Linked DNA regions of Mus musculus: region 1 is linked to region 2. The links are chromatin contacts, called in public Hi-C maps. All regions are on one chromosome and are shown on one strand. The core of a region is the stretch at or near the end of the contact, and the rest is flanking DNA. Distances in the headings are between cores, read along the strand shown. Region 1 holds the start of Nadsyn1 (NAD synthetase 1). Region 2 holds the start of Ap2a2 (adaptor-related protein complex 2, alpha 2 subunit).

The links. A called contact is a pair of places that touch in the nucleus more often than the background predicts.
Region 1: a contact with region 2 is called in a Hi-C map of B cells, with 5 read pairs. The contact joins the promoter of Nadsyn1 here to the promoter of Ap2a2 in region 2. A contact is called at or near these places in 1 of 39 promoter capture datasets (liver) and 1 of 484 Hi-C or Micro-C datasets (B cells).

Annotation. Positions count from the first base shown.
Region 1 is chr7:143,820,725-143,824,826 of GRCm38.p6, reverse strand. It overlaps Nadsyn1 (NAD synthetase 1), which reads left to right and starts at 1,975. Exons shown (of 21, transcript NM_030221.2): 1 at 1,975-2,168; 2 at 3,595-3,655. The coding sequence starts at 2,084. Dhcr7 (7-dehydrocholesterol reductase) reads right to left here and starts at 1,660. Exons shown (of 9, transcript NM_007856.2): 1 at 1,287-1,660.
Region 2 is chr7:141,560,359-141,564,165 of GRCm38.p6, reverse strand. It overlaps Ap2a2 (adaptor-related protein complex 2, alpha 2 subunit), which reads right to left and starts at 1,986. Exons shown (of 22, transcript NM_007459.3): 1 at 1,740-1,986. The coding sequence starts at 1,806.

The sequences.
Region 1 (4,102 bases), core at 726-3,225, 2.3 Mb before region 2:
CTAGAAATTTCATAAATTCATTCTTTTTAATAGCTGAGTAGTACTCCATTGTGTAGATGTACCACATTTTCTGTATCCATTCCTCTGTTGAGGGGCATCTGGGTTCTTTCCAGCTTCTGGCTATTATAAATAAGGCTGCTATGAACATAGTGGCTGACACCATTGCATACATGTATTAGTCAGGGTTCTCTAGAGTCACAGAACTTATGGATAATCTCTAAATAGTAAAGGAATTTATTGATGACTTACAGTCGGCAGCCGAATTCCCAACAATTGTTCAGTCGCAGCTGTGAATGGAAGTCCAAGGATCTAGCAGTTACTCAGTCTCACGCAGCAAGCAGGCAAAGGAGCAAGAGCAAGAGCTAGACTCCCTTCTTCCAATGTCCTTATATTGTCTCCAGCAAAAGGTGTAGCCCAGATTAAAGGTGTGTTCCACCACACCTTTAATCCCAAATGAAAGGCATAGCCCAGATTAAAGGTGTGTTCCTTAACTCGGAGATTAAATCTTCTGGAATCCATAGCCACTATGGCTCAAGATCTTCAAACCAAGATCCAGATAAGGATCTCCAAGCCTCCAGATAAGGGTCACTGGTGAGCCTTCCAATTCCGAATTGTAGTTCATTCCAAATATTGTCAAGTTGACAACCAGGAATAGCCACTACAATACACTAGCAAGATTTTATCGAAAGGACCCAGATGTAGCTGTCTCTTGTGAGACTATGCCGGGGCCTAGCAAACACAGAAGTGGATGCTCACAGTCAGCTAATGGATGGATCACAGGGCTCCCAATGGAGGAGCTAGAGAAAGTAGCCAAGGAGCTAAAGGGATCTGCAACCCTATAGGCGGAACAACATTATGAACTAACCAGTACCCCGGAGCTCTTGACTCTAGCTGCATATGTATCAAAAGATGGCCTAGTCGGCCATCACTGGAAAGAGAGGCCCATTGGACACGCAAGCTTTATATGCCCCAGTACAGGGGAACGCCAGGGCCAAAAAGGGGGAGTGGGTGGGTAGGGGATTGGGGGTGGGTGGGTATGGGGGACTTTTGGTATAGCATTGGAAATGTAAATGAGCTAAATACCTAATAAAAAATGGAAAAAAAAAGTTGTATCTACTTTGATTGGTGTTACCCAAACGCAAAAGGGACAGGAATGAGAAAGGGCTCAGGTTGATGCACAGGGAATCCAGACTGCTGTGAGCCAAAGAAGCAGGACACACCCATTCCCTCTGTGAGCTCTCTGTGAGCTCCTACTGACAAAATTGACACAAATTAACTGAACACACCTGCGAAGTGGAAACTTTGAGAGATCCCTTCCATCAGACTGGCCTGTGCTTGTCTGTGGAGCATTTTCATAACCGATGATTGATGTGACGGCCTTGGCCCACTGTGGGTGGCGCTACCCCTGGCTGGTGGTCCTCAGTGGTGCAAAAAAAAAAAAAAAACAGGCTGAGTAAGCCTTCAAGCAAGCCAGTGGGCAGAAGTCCTCTTTGGTCTCTGCTTCAGTTCCTGCCTCAACTTCCCTTCATTACAGACTATGAGCTATAAGGTGAAGTGAGCCCTTTTCCTCCCCAGCTGCTTTTTGCCACGTGTTCATCACAGCGACAGAAAGCAAACCTGACATTACTTTTGGTGGCAGAAAACAAGCCTTTCATGACCTATCAAAAGTCGCTCAGATGGCAAAGGAAATGATCCAGGACGCTCTGACCTTGGGCAACAGCGGGACGCTGAGACAACCTTACTGCGCAGGCGCTCCTTAGGGCCCTACTTTAAAGGGTGCGCTTTGTGCAGGATCTCCGCGGGGGCGGGGTCTCACGGAAGGGCGCGCACTGCGAAAGTGAGAAGGGGTGTGGCTGTGGAGGGCGAAAGGACGGGGCTTCCGGGTAAGACACGGTCTGCGCCGGCGCAGTTCTGGAGGCGGTGCAGAAGCTGGGCTATGACGGCAGAGGGGCGGGGCTATGGCGAGCCGTGGGGAGGGGCCTCTAGGAAACCAAGCTACGCAGGCGTAGACCGGACAGTCCGGCTAGTATCTTCCCTGTGGTCTCCGTTATTACACCGTCCCAGCCTGGAACCTGTAACCAGCATGGGCCGGAAAGTGACCGTGGCCACCTGTGCACTCAATCAGTGGGCCCTGGACTTTGAGGGCAATTTCCAGAGGATTTTAAAGAGTGAGTTTTGGGGTGGCGGGAGACAGGAAGAAGTCAAAGTCCACAATGGGTAGGACATGGCAGTCCAGGCCAGCTTTGCCCAGGAGAGACTCACAGCGCTGGGCGTGGGAACAGATAGAAGGGTAATGCTTGGTGAGCTTTCAGGGCGACTTCCTAATTTGGGGGACATGTGAGGAAGCAAGGCAAGAGTGGAAATAGGAGTGCCCTGCCAGCCAGGCAGACACTGCCCTCATCCATCCTCTAGGATCTGGTGGGTCTCTCTAAGGTTACCTGGGGCAGGGCTGCGCATTCTTGGAACTGTTTCATTGAGATCTAGGCGTTTGCAAAGACTAGAGATCCGTGTTCTAGGGCTCCTGAGGACATTCCTCATGGATTGGCATTGGGAGAAGGCATACTGAAGCCAGAAGAGGTCTCAGGTCAGAGAAGGGTGTTGGCGTTCCATATACCTGTATTGTTGACATTCAGGTCAGCTCATCATTGCCCCCAGAAGATAGAACTGGGGATACTCTGTGCCCAGCTGCAGACTGCTCACCTCAGGTTATCCGTGCTGGAAGCCTCTGCAGGAAGGCTAAATAGGAAAAACAAGAAACAAGCAAAACAACAAGAAAAACCCAAATGTATTATTTATTTCATGTACATATGCACGCCATAATGTGCATGTGGAGGTCAGAGGACAACCTGCAGGAGTCAGCTGTCCTCTTCCACCTTGTGGGTCTGAGTGAGCAGTTCTCAACCTGTGAGCCACAACCCCTGTGAGGGCCAAATGACTCTTGGGCAAGGGTCAAATATCAGATATCGAGCCTCTCAGATATTTACATTATGGTTTATAACAGCAAAATTAGTTGGGGGAGGGGGCAGACGGTCACCACAACATGAGGAGCTGTATTGAAGGGCCATGGTATTAGGATGGTTGAGAACCACTGGTCTAAGTGAACTCAGACTTGTCAGGCTTACCAACGAGTGACTTTACCTACGGAGACATCTGGCTAGCCCAGGCGTTTTTATTTTTTAAAGTAATTTTTGACCTGATTTTGTGGTCAGAGTCTATGTCTTTGCGGTGAAGATGGGCTGCCTTGCCTGCATGTTGGCAGCAGCTCTCAACCTGGGTGCTGGATGCTGACACCAACCTAGGGATGGAAGCCTTCACATCCTGTCTACAGCTTTTCCTTATAGCCAATTTGGGTGTCTGCTTAATGATTATCCATTAAGGTGTGGCTTACCCTCCTAGTACTAAGGTCACCCTACCCTCCCTGTTTCTGAATACCTACACGTGGGTATAGGTGCCTGTTGTCCTCTGCTATTAACAGAAAGGGCTGTAGTTGGTTGGAGCCTGGCTTTGGCTGTATCTACCACAGCAGCCTGCTTTTTCTACCTTTTAATGTATCCTAGCTGCTGAATCCTTCTCCCTCCCTCTCTCTCCATATAGGTATTCAAATTGCCAAAGGCAAAGGTGCAAGATACAGGCTTGGACCAGAACTAGAAATATGGTATGGCTAAGCACACCGGCAGCCCCAACCCCCACCCTTTGGAGGGCAGGTAGTGGAACAAAAGATGGGAAGAAATGGGGCAGAACTGAGAGCAAGAAGATGCATTTAGGATGGCAGCAGCTTGAGAGTGGGCCTTGTTCCGGGCGGGTTGGGGAAGCTGGATAACTTCAGGCTTCCTCATGGTTCAATAGGGGAGTGAGGTTGAACATAAAGCCAACCTGCCTCACCTTCCCTGATGCTGAGGTTTCAATGTCCCGCCAACATTCTTCCATCCCAGGGTGATGGTGTTTAGAGGCAGACTTGGGGGGGGGGCGGTATTAAATCACTGTGAGTGGTATCTTATTATATAAAGGTCCCAGGAAGCCTGCTTGTCTCCCTGACATTAGGCCACCTTCCAGGTGCCTTCTTTGCTAACTGATCGGAGCCAGAATTCGGAGGAGTTATTAG
Region 2 (3,807 bases), core at 737-3,236:
TGTCTAACAAGTGGTAACCTGTTGGGTGAGAAACTGGCTTTCACTCTCAATGTCCTGCACAAATGTAACCCTCTTCAGAAGGATGGAGCTGGGGAAATGGTTCAGGGGGTAAAGATACTTGCTGCCACACCTGAAGACCCACATGATGAAAAGGGGAAACAGACTTCTGAGAGAGACGTCCTCTGACCAGAACACAGGCACCATGGCTTGTGGGTGAGTACACATACACACACAACACAAACACTTATAAATGTAATTTTTTACAAAAATTTTAAGAAAATAACAGCTGGGCGGTGGTGGCGCACACCTTTAATCCCAGCACTTGGGAGGCAGAGGCAGGTGGATTTCTGAGTTCGAGGCCAGCCTGGTCTACCAAGTGAGTTCCAGGACAGCCAGGGTTATTAAAGAAACCCTGTCTTGAAAAAACCAAAAAGAAAAAGAAAAGAACAAAATGCTTCATGACTATGAATGTTATTGTCTAAAATTTTGGTAAGCCCTGATCCAAGGATGCCTGTATCTTTGCAGAGCAGGGAGGGACAGAAATCTACCTCTTCCAGAGTCCTACAGACCCAGGCAAGCTGGGGTCCTGCACACAGTCTTAGGGAATACAGTATAAATTTAAGTGTTAGTGTGACGACACACTGGGCAAAATTCCTCAGGAAGCATATTAATCTCTAAAGTAACAAAAATCATGGAGTCAGCTATTTGCTGGATACCAAGAAAAAAATAAACTGACAGGAAAATGGCTTTTCTTCTCATCAGTAAGGGGGTGTCTGATAACCCTCAGAAGTTTCTGTAAGCCAAAGTCCTGGGCACCCGCCCTGCCTGACCTTTAACCTTCCGACCCATTTCACTTTGAGCAGATTTTTTTTTTCCACCCAGGGGACACTGGCTACAGAACTGCTCAGCGGAGAAGCAGGCGCAGCTTCCAGCATCCACACCCGGCTGCTCCCGGTTCCCTGGGGGAATGAGTCACTTTAATCGCAGTGGGTGAGATCTAATCATCGCCCAACATGCCGCCTGAATCAGGTCCGAGAGACGTATAGTGTCCCTATCCCCGCCCAAAGAGAAATCCACGCTGTTTTGGAAAAGGCTGGGTTAAAGGCTCCATTACTAGAAAGACCAAGATGACATCATGCTGGGGAGGGGCGTCTAGGGCCGGAAACCCCTCGACTGTGCCACAAACCCCACAGACTCCCCACCGCGCCCCGCACTCCCATCGCTACACCTAGATCTCAAGACACCTAAGCCCCGCACCTCAGTCTGAACACCCACAGGCAATCTCCCAACTGTCCAAACCCATACATGCAATCACTCTACCAGGGGTCCGCACCCCAGATCTCTGCCTAACATCTCTGCTCCTACCCCAACCCCACTGCCAGATTTGCACCTCCAGGACCCTGCCCCACTCACCAGCACGAATCTTCACTCTACACCTCATCTTCGGGTCAGGACTTGGGACACCACCACCATCACCCCAGTCTGGTCCCCCCGCAGCAGGCTACCAACTCCCGCCAGATGTGCACCCAGGACGCGCGCTCTGCACCCTAAGCGCCCGCGCGGGACCCCCGCCCCACCGCGCGATCTGCACTCCACAGCCCTCCTTCTCAAGCCTGAGCGGACCCGCGCACCGGCCCACACCCCTCTCCCCGTTCCGGCCGAACCCCCCAGACCCCCGGCCGCACCTGCGGACCCCCGGCCGCGCCCCCGCTCAGGCCCGCCCGGCGTCTGGCACTCACAGTTGCGGATGTCGGAGATGAAGACCGCTAGGCCTCGCATCCCGTCCCCCTTGGATACGGCCGGCATCTTTGCGCCCCGGGAGCGGCCTCGGCGGCGGGCTAGAACAGCACGGGCGCGGCGGTCACGCCGAAGAGCCCTGGAGCGCGGAGCCGCCTAGCCACAGCCGCCTCGGGCCCCCGAGCGCCGCTCGCTGGGCTGCGCGCGCGAGCACGCACGACGCACGCGCTGGCGCGCACGCTGAGCCTCGCGCCCGGCGACGGGCGGTGCAAGAGAGCGTGCGCATTCTCGCGGTGCTGGGGGGCGGGGGGAGGACGAGGAGGATGGGGGCGTGGCGCGGGATAGAGCCGGATTGCTGCTTGGAGAACCGGAGCTGTGCGGAGCGCGCAGGCGCTACACCTCCTGGTATCACCGCCTGGTGAAGGATCCTTCCAATGTATACCGGAGTAGCCCCGATCTCGCTCTCACGGGTGAGCCCGGCTTTACCTAGACAGAGACACTGACACCAGTGCGGGATCAACCCAGTGTCACACAGGGGTGTAGGGGAGGAGCGGGCTGCACTAGCACCTACAGCAGTCAACCTTTGCCTGTGCAAACCGGCCCCAGAGCCCTGGCAGTTGGACTGACCTACCCCAGGCCACCGGCGTGGAACCGGAGTGAGAGGCGTTTACAAGCCTCTAAACTGGGACAAAAGGAAGCGCTACTCCAGGTTCCTACTTCCCTTACAAATGGGGAAACTGAGGCTTGAAGCTAGACTGACCACTCTTGCCGAGGTGACTGTTGTCTGGAGTACAACCTCTCAGCATTCATCCAGGCCCCTTTGCTTATTGCTTCTGCTCCCCTGTTCCCCTCTCTAGCGAGGTGGCCCCATTGGATCCTTCCTATGGACCCATTTTGCAGAAGAGCGGGATTGGCCCACCACTCCAGGAAGTGGAGATCATGGTGGCTCTTCCCTAGCTCTCTTCTGTGAAGAGGAAGCTTCACACCTAAGGTGGTTATCATGATCCAGACCCACTAGGCAGAACTCTCTGTCCCTTGCTTTTATACAGATGTGGTAGAGCCTAGTCCAGAGAATAAGAGGCACGACCCTCCTATAAATCAGGCAGTCCACCAAGGTCCCAGGACTGATGGAAGAAACTGAGAACATAATAAGCCAAATCTCTGGTGAGGCTGCTGAATTTGCCTGACTTTTTAAGAGGTGAAAGAGCCAGCACCAGAAAATAAACTTCCTCCAGCTTGTCTGCACCATCAAAAAGATGCTTCTGGGCCATATAAGGAGTGCTGGACAGGTGGCAATAGGAATCCCATTGCTTATGCCCAGACAGGAATGAGACTGCAGGAGATTCTCAGACTCCTCCATTGTACTGACTCTGAGAGTCACCACAGCCATCCTATAGTTAGTATTTTAAATAATTTCATTATAAATTATTTATTGAAAGGGGTGTGCAATGTGGAACTCAAAGGACACTTTGTGAGAGTCAATTTTTTTCCTTCCACCTTGTGAGTCCCAGGAAGCACCTTTACCCACTGAGCCATGTCTAAAAAATGGTTAATCTTGGTTGTCATATTGGATAGGATCTACTACACTCATCATGAAAACAAACATCTGGACACACCTGTCAGGAAGTTTCTAGATTAGTCTGATTGAGGCCCACCATAAATATAGGCTGTAAGGGTCCTGAGCGGAATAAAAAGGAACGGGGTGAGCAACAGCATTCATCTGTTTCCTGGCTGTGGTGACAATGTGACGAGCTGCCTGAGCTCTTACAGTCATGACTTCCCATTCTGAGAGAACATATCCTCCAACTGTGAGCTTCTACAAAACCTTTTCCTAGCTTGCTTTTGTCACAGCAAAAATAAATAATAATAAAGTGTCGCACAAGTGTGCCACATCAGGCCTGACAAGTGGACACAGGAAAGACTCCACCTATGGCCAGTGCCACCTATGGCCATCTCAGATACACAAGCCACCAGATCACTTTCCCCACACCGAAGCCTTGAACCTGAGCACATGATCCTTCCAAACCACTCACTGAAGGAGAGGCTGCCATTGGTAATGTGCCTTGAGAA